2 separate regions of the Rattus norvegicus genome follow, and region 2 is linked to region 1. The links are chromatin contacts, called in public Hi-C maps. All regions are on one chromosome and are shown on one strand. Each heading gives the region's core, a stretch centred on a gene start, on an enhancer-like site or on the middle of the called end of the contact. The rest is flanking DNA. Distances are from core to core; before and after follow the strand shown. Region 1 has its middle 37 kb from the start of Basp1. Region 2 has its middle 98 kb from the start of Basp1.

The links. A called contact is a pair of places that touch in the nucleus more often than the background predicts.
Region 2: a Hi-C map of liver shows a contact between it and region 1, with 4 times the contacts expected there. The contact joins two enhancer-like sites. A contact is called at or near these places in 5 of 12 Hi-C or Micro-C datasets (the A7r5 cell line, the Rat2 cell line, hepatocytes and 2 more).

What each region holds. Positions count from the first base shown.
Region 1 is chr2:77,629,770-77,633,372 of GRCr8, forward strand. No RefSeq gene overlaps it. Among named protein-coding and RNA genes, the nearest start is that of Basp1, 37 kb to the left of the region's middle. Within about 2 kb of position 1,537, at least 17 of the 93 cell types and tissues checked have an H3K27ac peak or open chromatin away from gene starts, as enhancers often do. A contact at or near this core is called in hepatocytes, kidney and liver, where this site is marked.
Region 2 is chr2:77,690,900-77,694,502 of GRCr8, forward strand. No RefSeq gene overlaps it. Among named protein-coding and RNA genes, the nearest start is that of Basp1, 98 kb to the left of the region's middle. Within about 2 kb of position 2,017, at least 3 of the 93 cell types and tissues checked have an H3K27ac peak or open chromatin away from gene starts, as enhancers often do. A contact at or near this core is called in hepatocytes, kidney and liver, where this site is marked.

The DNA of each region.
Region 1 (3,603 bases), core at 287-2,786:
GAGCTCTTGGGCATCCTCCAGCCTCAGCTTTTCATCATTCCCTAGAAGCAGGGGGATCACAGATACTTGCCATGGGCTCCGGGGTTCTGACCTCAGCCCCTCACACTTACACATGGAGCACTTAGTGCCCCGAGCTTAATCAAACCTTTAAACAAGGGATGCCTGGTATGAGCCTAAGCTGGAGAGATGGCTCAGTGGTCAAGAGCACTGCCTGCTCTCCCAGAGGTCCTGAGTTCAATTCCTAGCAACCACATGGTGGCTCACAACCATCTGTAGTGTGCATTCGATGCCTTCTTCTGGTGTGTCTGAAGACAGTGATAGTGTACCCACATACATAAAATAAATAAATATTTTTTAAAAAATGTATGAGCCCAAGGAAAAGAAGGCTTGAACAAAAAAGTAAACGGACTCCAGTCCAGCAAAGACTCTCAAAAAGAAAATTGCTGGCTTTTATTCCGCTCACGACAGGTAAACACACTAATGTCATTATCCTATGAGGCACAGGGCGACATGGTGCATTACTGGATCTCCAGGTCACCCTGTCTACCCTCTGACACTTAGCCTGGGGTTGTAGGCTCAGTGAGCCTCCGATTACCCTTTGCCTCTCTGGGGCTAATTATCAACCTCAGAGTCACCTGGGAAACTCCAACCAAGTGGTTTTAGTCAGTGAATCTGGGGATCTGTAAATGTCCTTCCTTGGAGGCCATGGGATCTTTCCTATAAGGTCTTGAAGGTGGGACACATTCCAGCTGTCCGTAGGGATTCATAAAAGGCTCTGTGCTGGTGTGGGGACATTAACCAAGCAGTCAGTCCCCCAGGTTCCAAGGGTCTCAGAAGTCCACCCCATAAGAGCCCTTGACAAGCCGAGGCCAGTAGGGAACAAGTTCTATAACTCAGGAGGATGCTTCTCTTAGACAATCCCCTTACACACGATGAACCCCTGAGTTCTGGTTTCAAGGACATTACCTTTAAAGGGGCATCTGCATACCATACCAGAGACTCAAGGGTCTCTTCCCAAATACTTGTCCATATTAGTGGTCAGTTCAGAGAAACTGTTTTCAATTACATGGTAAAATGAAAGAAAACAGATAAAATATTTTTAAAATCCCATAAAACTTTCTTTTCTTTTTGGCTGATTTATGAAACATCCACCCCATGTGGTTCTCTGTAGTAGCTTAACAGAAACTTTTTGGAAACCTGGAGAAAAACTGTTCAACCAGAACAAGCATAAATATCACAAAGTGCCCGCTAGGGGGCGCTTCAGTTTAAAAAAGCTGCAGAACAAACTCAAAACCCCTAATTTGGGTAACACGGGTCATTTTATTAACAGTTTATAAAAGGAACTGTTTTTGGAAAACGAAATGCCACTGTTTCTCTGACGTAACACAGAAAAACGATTTCAGAAGGCACTCCTGAAAAAAAAACTGCATTTTTCTGGCCGCAGTTGCTAAAAAGTAGCTGACTCAAGCGAGCAGGATTGGCCCAAAACTAAGTAAGGTCACTGTGCATGTGCCCCGGAAACCGAACCATCCCAAGAATGTGCACAAGGCTTCAGGCCCAAAATATCACGAAAAAACATCCTACACTGTGCCATGCTACTCCCACCCTCATCCCATCCCCATCCCCGACTCCACTACCGCTGGGAAAACAAGAAAACATTGGCAACTCGGAGACACTTGAAAGTGAGATTTAGGAGTAGCAGAAGTTTAATTTCATAATGCGTCGCATGTGCGTCCCCGAAGAGGGCAGAACCTACTTGTGGAAGGGGTCGTGTGACAGGGAAAAAAAAAAAAAAAGGTCAAGTAGACACTTTCCTTCCAGACGAAGCAGCAAATGGGAAGAAAAGTGAAGAGAGGGCCAGAGACCAGACACTCATGCTCTGTCCAGTCCAAAGTGGTTGATTTCTTTTTCATTAGTCATTTTTAAAACATAAATTATTCATTATGCTAAAAATAAATTCTCAGACTAGGAATTGAATACCAAGGGCTAGGAGAAGGCAAACGGAAACCTGGACAGAAATCTTCTACAAAGTTCAGCCAATGTGTGCTTGCATGCTGGGCTTCCCCGCCATTAGAAACCCCACCCTGCGGTGCCTGGGGCCGACTGAACATTTCTGTTCACTTGGTCAGAGCTAAGTGTAAGACAGCATTCCAAACTGCGTCAAAATCTTCTGTGATGCTCTTTGGAAAGATGTAATCAAGTTTAGAGGAAGTCAGCTGGGAGAGTCCTTGTCCGGAGTGACTGACGTCTTTCTGAGCAGAGGACGTTTAGAGATACAGAGGGACAGGCCATGGAACAACAAAGTCAGAGACTGGGGTGGCATGTCTATAAAACAAGATGCACCAAGGACAGGTGACAGCCCAGCAGTCAGGAGCAAAGTGGTGACCGGCTAGTGCCTGAAAGCCCCTGGAACCATCCCCAGAAGCCCCTGGAACTGTCCCTTCCCAGGCCTTGATTCTAGACCCTAGCCGCTGCAACTTTGAGAACATAGAGTTCTGTTGTTTAAGTCACCCGGCTTGTGGTATTTGTTCTGGCAGCCTAAGGACCGACCCCAAAGTCAGAAAAAGCCGATGGAACAGAGGAACCCTGTGAAGAGACCTTTCATTAACACAAGGTCCTGGGACATTCTCCCTGTGCTTGTCCCTCCCTTTCTCTCTTCAACCCCAATCGTTTTTTAGTACAGAGCATTGGCTTTCTCCCTCTCCAAGTCAACAACTCTTGGTGACTTCTGTAGCCATGTGTGTGACTTTGCAGTTCTCCTCAAATACCTAAAAACTACACAGTCTGCTGGGTGCTTAAACCACCGTGCTCCCTTGAATCACCCCGAGTATTTGCTGTGATCTTACCTATTCTTAAGTGGGCAAGAAGGGAAAGATACAGCATCTAGACTGTGCATACAGGTTATCGGCAGAGTAGTGCCTTAGCAAGGGCGTAATTCTAGCTTCAATCTGTTAGACAGGGGAAAAACCGCCAGGGAGGGAGGGAGGGAGGAAGGAGGGAGGAGAGGGCAGAGAGAAGGAGAAGGGAGGGAGGGAGAGAAAACAGAACATAAAGATAACAGATCTCTGAGATGCAAAGGAAGAGCCCCCCATGTTACAGAACTCAGAAGAAAGGATCCCTAGCTCCCTCTGACATACAGATACTTTGTGGTAGTGGTGCATGCCTTTAATCCCAGGACTCAAGAAACTGAGGCAAGCAGGACTCTGAGTTCGAGGCCAGCCTGATCCACTGAGTAAGTTCCAGAACAGCCATGGCTACCAAGAGAAACCCTGTCTTGAGATAGATAGATAGATAGATAGATAGATAGATAGATAGATAGATAGATAGATAGATAGATAGATAATGGATAAATAAGCAGCTGACTTTAGGAGCTCTTCTGTGTTGTGTGAGGCCTTGGTGGGGGACGGGTGTCAGGCAGATGTAACAGTGGTCCTGTGAGAGGCAGCAGAACTGAAAAATTCCTTTGGTGTTGCTAGTCTATCCTCTTAGAGTCACATCCCCATTGAGTTACCATTACCCATAGCATGGTGTACTTAAATGCTTCACGGCTGCAACCCAGAAGCAGAAAGTTGTATCGTATAGCCTATGTGTGAAGTAGAGTGT
Region 2 (3,603 bases), core at 767-3,266, 62 kb after region 1:
AACTCTTAGAAAACCACTGGTCCTGAGGTGCCTTTTGGGAATGAGGGCAGGGACAAGGACAAAAGCTGGATGTCATTGGTCCATTAATGAGACTTAATCCACAGCAGTAAATGATAATTATTGCTATAGTGAAGTATCAGAACCAGGAAGATGAGTGTCAGCAGAGTGCACTCATGAAAAGTTCCTGAAGAAGATTATGTGAGGGCATGTAATATGGCTTCCATCTGAAGAAATTGAGTAGACTCCCCTAAAAAAAAAATCATTAGTGAGCCTTTGAGTACTTCCAGTAACTTAAGGAACTTAGGGAAAACATGTACAAGAATGTTCATAGCAGATTCAATTCATAGCAGCCAAACACGGGAAGCAACCTAAATGTCTTTCAAAAGATGAATGGAAAATCCACACCATGAACAACTCAAATAGGTCAAAGGAATTATGGGTAAAAGCAAGTTCATCTCAAAAAGTTGTGACTCTGTTCATGCAACACATTCAAAATTAGAGGGGGGTGGGGAACGATATGTGTGATTGTCATGTGCTCAGGTTTGTGGGGAAGCCGGGGGTGTATACAGTGGTAGCATGGCAAAGACTGGTGGGAGAGGCACAGTGTGTACAGGCTGTGGTTAAGATGTGACTAACACATCCGTGTGCTAACACCTTACAGAATGCCCTACACTCACAAGCACACAGATGAGTGTGTGTTGGGTACTGAAAGCTGAACACCATGACCACAGGAACATGAAGGAAAGGGTTTATTTGGCTTACACTTCCACACTGTAGTCTATCATTAAGGAAGTCAGGACAGGAACTCAAGCTGGGCTGGATTCTGGAGGTAGGGGCTGATGCAGAGCCTGTAAAGGAATGCTGCCTACTGGCTTGCTCCCCTTGGCTTTCTCAGCCTACTTTCTCATAAAACCCAGGACCACTGGCCCAGGGATGGCTCCACCCACAATGGGCTGGGCCCTCCCATGTCAATCATTAATTAAGAAAATGTCCTGCAGGCCTGTGAATAGATGGACCTTACTGAGGCATTTTCTCAACCGAGGCTCCATCCTCTCCAGTTACTCTAGCTTGTGTTAAGTTGACATAACACTAGCCAGCCCAGCGGTCTCATGGAGGGTACTAAAGTCCACATCGCAGTTTTGACTGTGTACTGATTGTGCAACTCGTGACCACTGAAAGGTGAAAGGGAACTGACCTCTTTTTTTTTTTTTTTTTTGGTTTTTGCAGTTTCCCAGGATTCAGTCATTCTTTCATGTCACAAAGAAAGAAAGAAAGAAAGAAAGAAAGAAAGAAAGAAAGAAAGAAAGAAAGAAAGAAAGAAAAGGGGAGGGGAGGGGAGGGGAGGGGAGGGAGGGAAGGGAAGGGAAGGGAAGGGAAGGGAAGGGAAGGGAAGGGAAGGGAAGGGAAGGGAAGGGAAGGGAAGGGAAGGGAAGGGAAGGGAAGGGAAGGGAAGGAGAGCCACAAAGAAAAACCCTTTAGGAAAAGCGAGAGCTGATGAGAAGAGCCAGCCCTACAGGAAGCAACTCTAACCGGACTCCAGGATCTGGCTCCTCAGGAGGCAGAGGAAAAACACAGCTTGGTCCATCATCTGTCTGCGGATTCAGGGTCAATGCAGGATAGGAAGAAAAAAGATGGACTTCGTCAAAACCAAAACAGTTCAGATCCCAGAGCCTCAGTTCCTGCTACAGGACTCTTCAGTCTTAAGGTCCATACAGTGTATGTGCGGCCATCCAGAGCCAAGCAGTATACTCATTGTGTGATGACAGTGTCCAATTTCCGGACCCCACAGAAAGGATCAGTTAGGAAACCTATACACAGGGCCAGCGAGTTGCCTGCTATTAAAGCTGCCGCTGACACAGCATGTGTTTCTGTGAGCTACTCAATTCTTCTGGGGAACGTGTGAAAACAGTACTTCGTATGTGCCGTTCTTTTCCTGGTGGTAAAACATGGGTGAAAATCACGGTTACAGCTTCAAGTGTTAGTCTCAGACATCTGACCCCTCGAAGAACACAAGAAATGCAGTGTGTAACTTTTGAACTGGCCACAAGAGGGCTTGTTTTGGTCTCAGAGAAATAACACGGTGCAATCCTGGATTTGAAATTTACAGCATTTTACAGGGAAGAATGAATTGAAAACTAAGCACTGGGTTTCTTGCCATCGCTAATATTTGGCTGACTACACAGTTTGTAAAATGTGAAACTGGCTGATCAAACTCCAGTACATGCTTTAAAGTTATCTTCTTATTTTTAAATTTGGCATTCTCCACGATGGAAACCAGCCACCCTTTAAAAGCACAAGCACGATTTCATTTCCCAGTAGGTCGGCGAAGTAGAGCCAAACGCCATCTTAATTTCTGCCAGTTTTGTTATTAATATGCATCTATAGATCCGCATACTATGCAAGTCTGTAGACATTGGCTCCCCATTTATTATTTAAGATAATTCTGTCAGGCTATGAAATGAATTTTCCCAGGCTACTTCTGTTCCTACACGTACCTCTGTTTAGCGGCTTCAGTCCATTTTGGTGTAAACCTTTAGGGAAAAAGACTCATACTCTTCCTGAGAGGAAACTTAGCTTTAGGAAAAGAAGGGCTGGAGGTAGGAGATGACAATGCAGAGGAAAAAAATCAGTTGCAGCATGGGGCAGAGTAGGGATGGGGGGAGGGGGGACAGCTGCAGGTTCCCTTCAAACACCACCTTCACCTTATTGGTCACATGCATTCAGGTGGGCTTGCGATTGACCAAACAGAAGCATGGGTGGTTAAAATGCACAACTGCCAACAACAAAAGCAGGGGTCTGCACAGAGACGTCATGAGACATGAGAGCCCTAGTCTGACATAAGGTGGCTGTGGTCTACTCTCCTTGCCAAAGACTATCTCTTTACTGTTGTGACATACAATGAGTAAATAGATATGTAGTCTCTATAATGACTGGATAAAATGTGTCTGGGATAATAATTTCTCAAGATTACCAAGCACCAAGACTCAGTTTGTGCTATGGACAGCCTGACACATATTAGGTCTTCAGGAAAATGAAGAATACTTTACCCAATTCTTTCCCCCGTGCGATTAGTTTATTCTCAAAACTAAATAGTCTGAACTAGCATCTACGGGATGTGACTCTTTTTTAGCATAACTGCAAGACTGCAAATCCAGGAGGTCCTCCCCAGAGGCACAGCGCTTGAGAGAAGGGCTCAGAAAGAGCAGAGTGCTTTCCGATGTTTGATATTTCCAAGGAAACATTCGAGGATCTCAGTCAAGTTCAGTCCCGCCTATGTGAGAAATGTCAGAGTTTGTTTTTCAGCTTGGCCTGATGTCAGTGGGACTTCAGTGGGGATTTGCTGCCTGTGTTTGTTTTGTGTGGCCCTGTGTGCAGTGAGTGCTTTCTTAGAGCCTCTTGGCTCTCTCCTGACATGAAAGTCAGCAGCCACAGAACTGCCCACTGCAGGAATGTGGAACCCTTGTCAGCCACAACCTGATACATGAAACTCGATCACCGTGGAGGGCAGACTCACAGCTGTCACCCATCCCAGGGATGCTGGAGACGACACGCCATGGTGTTCTCTGCAGGGAAAACATCTACACAGAGCATCCTTCTTGGCCT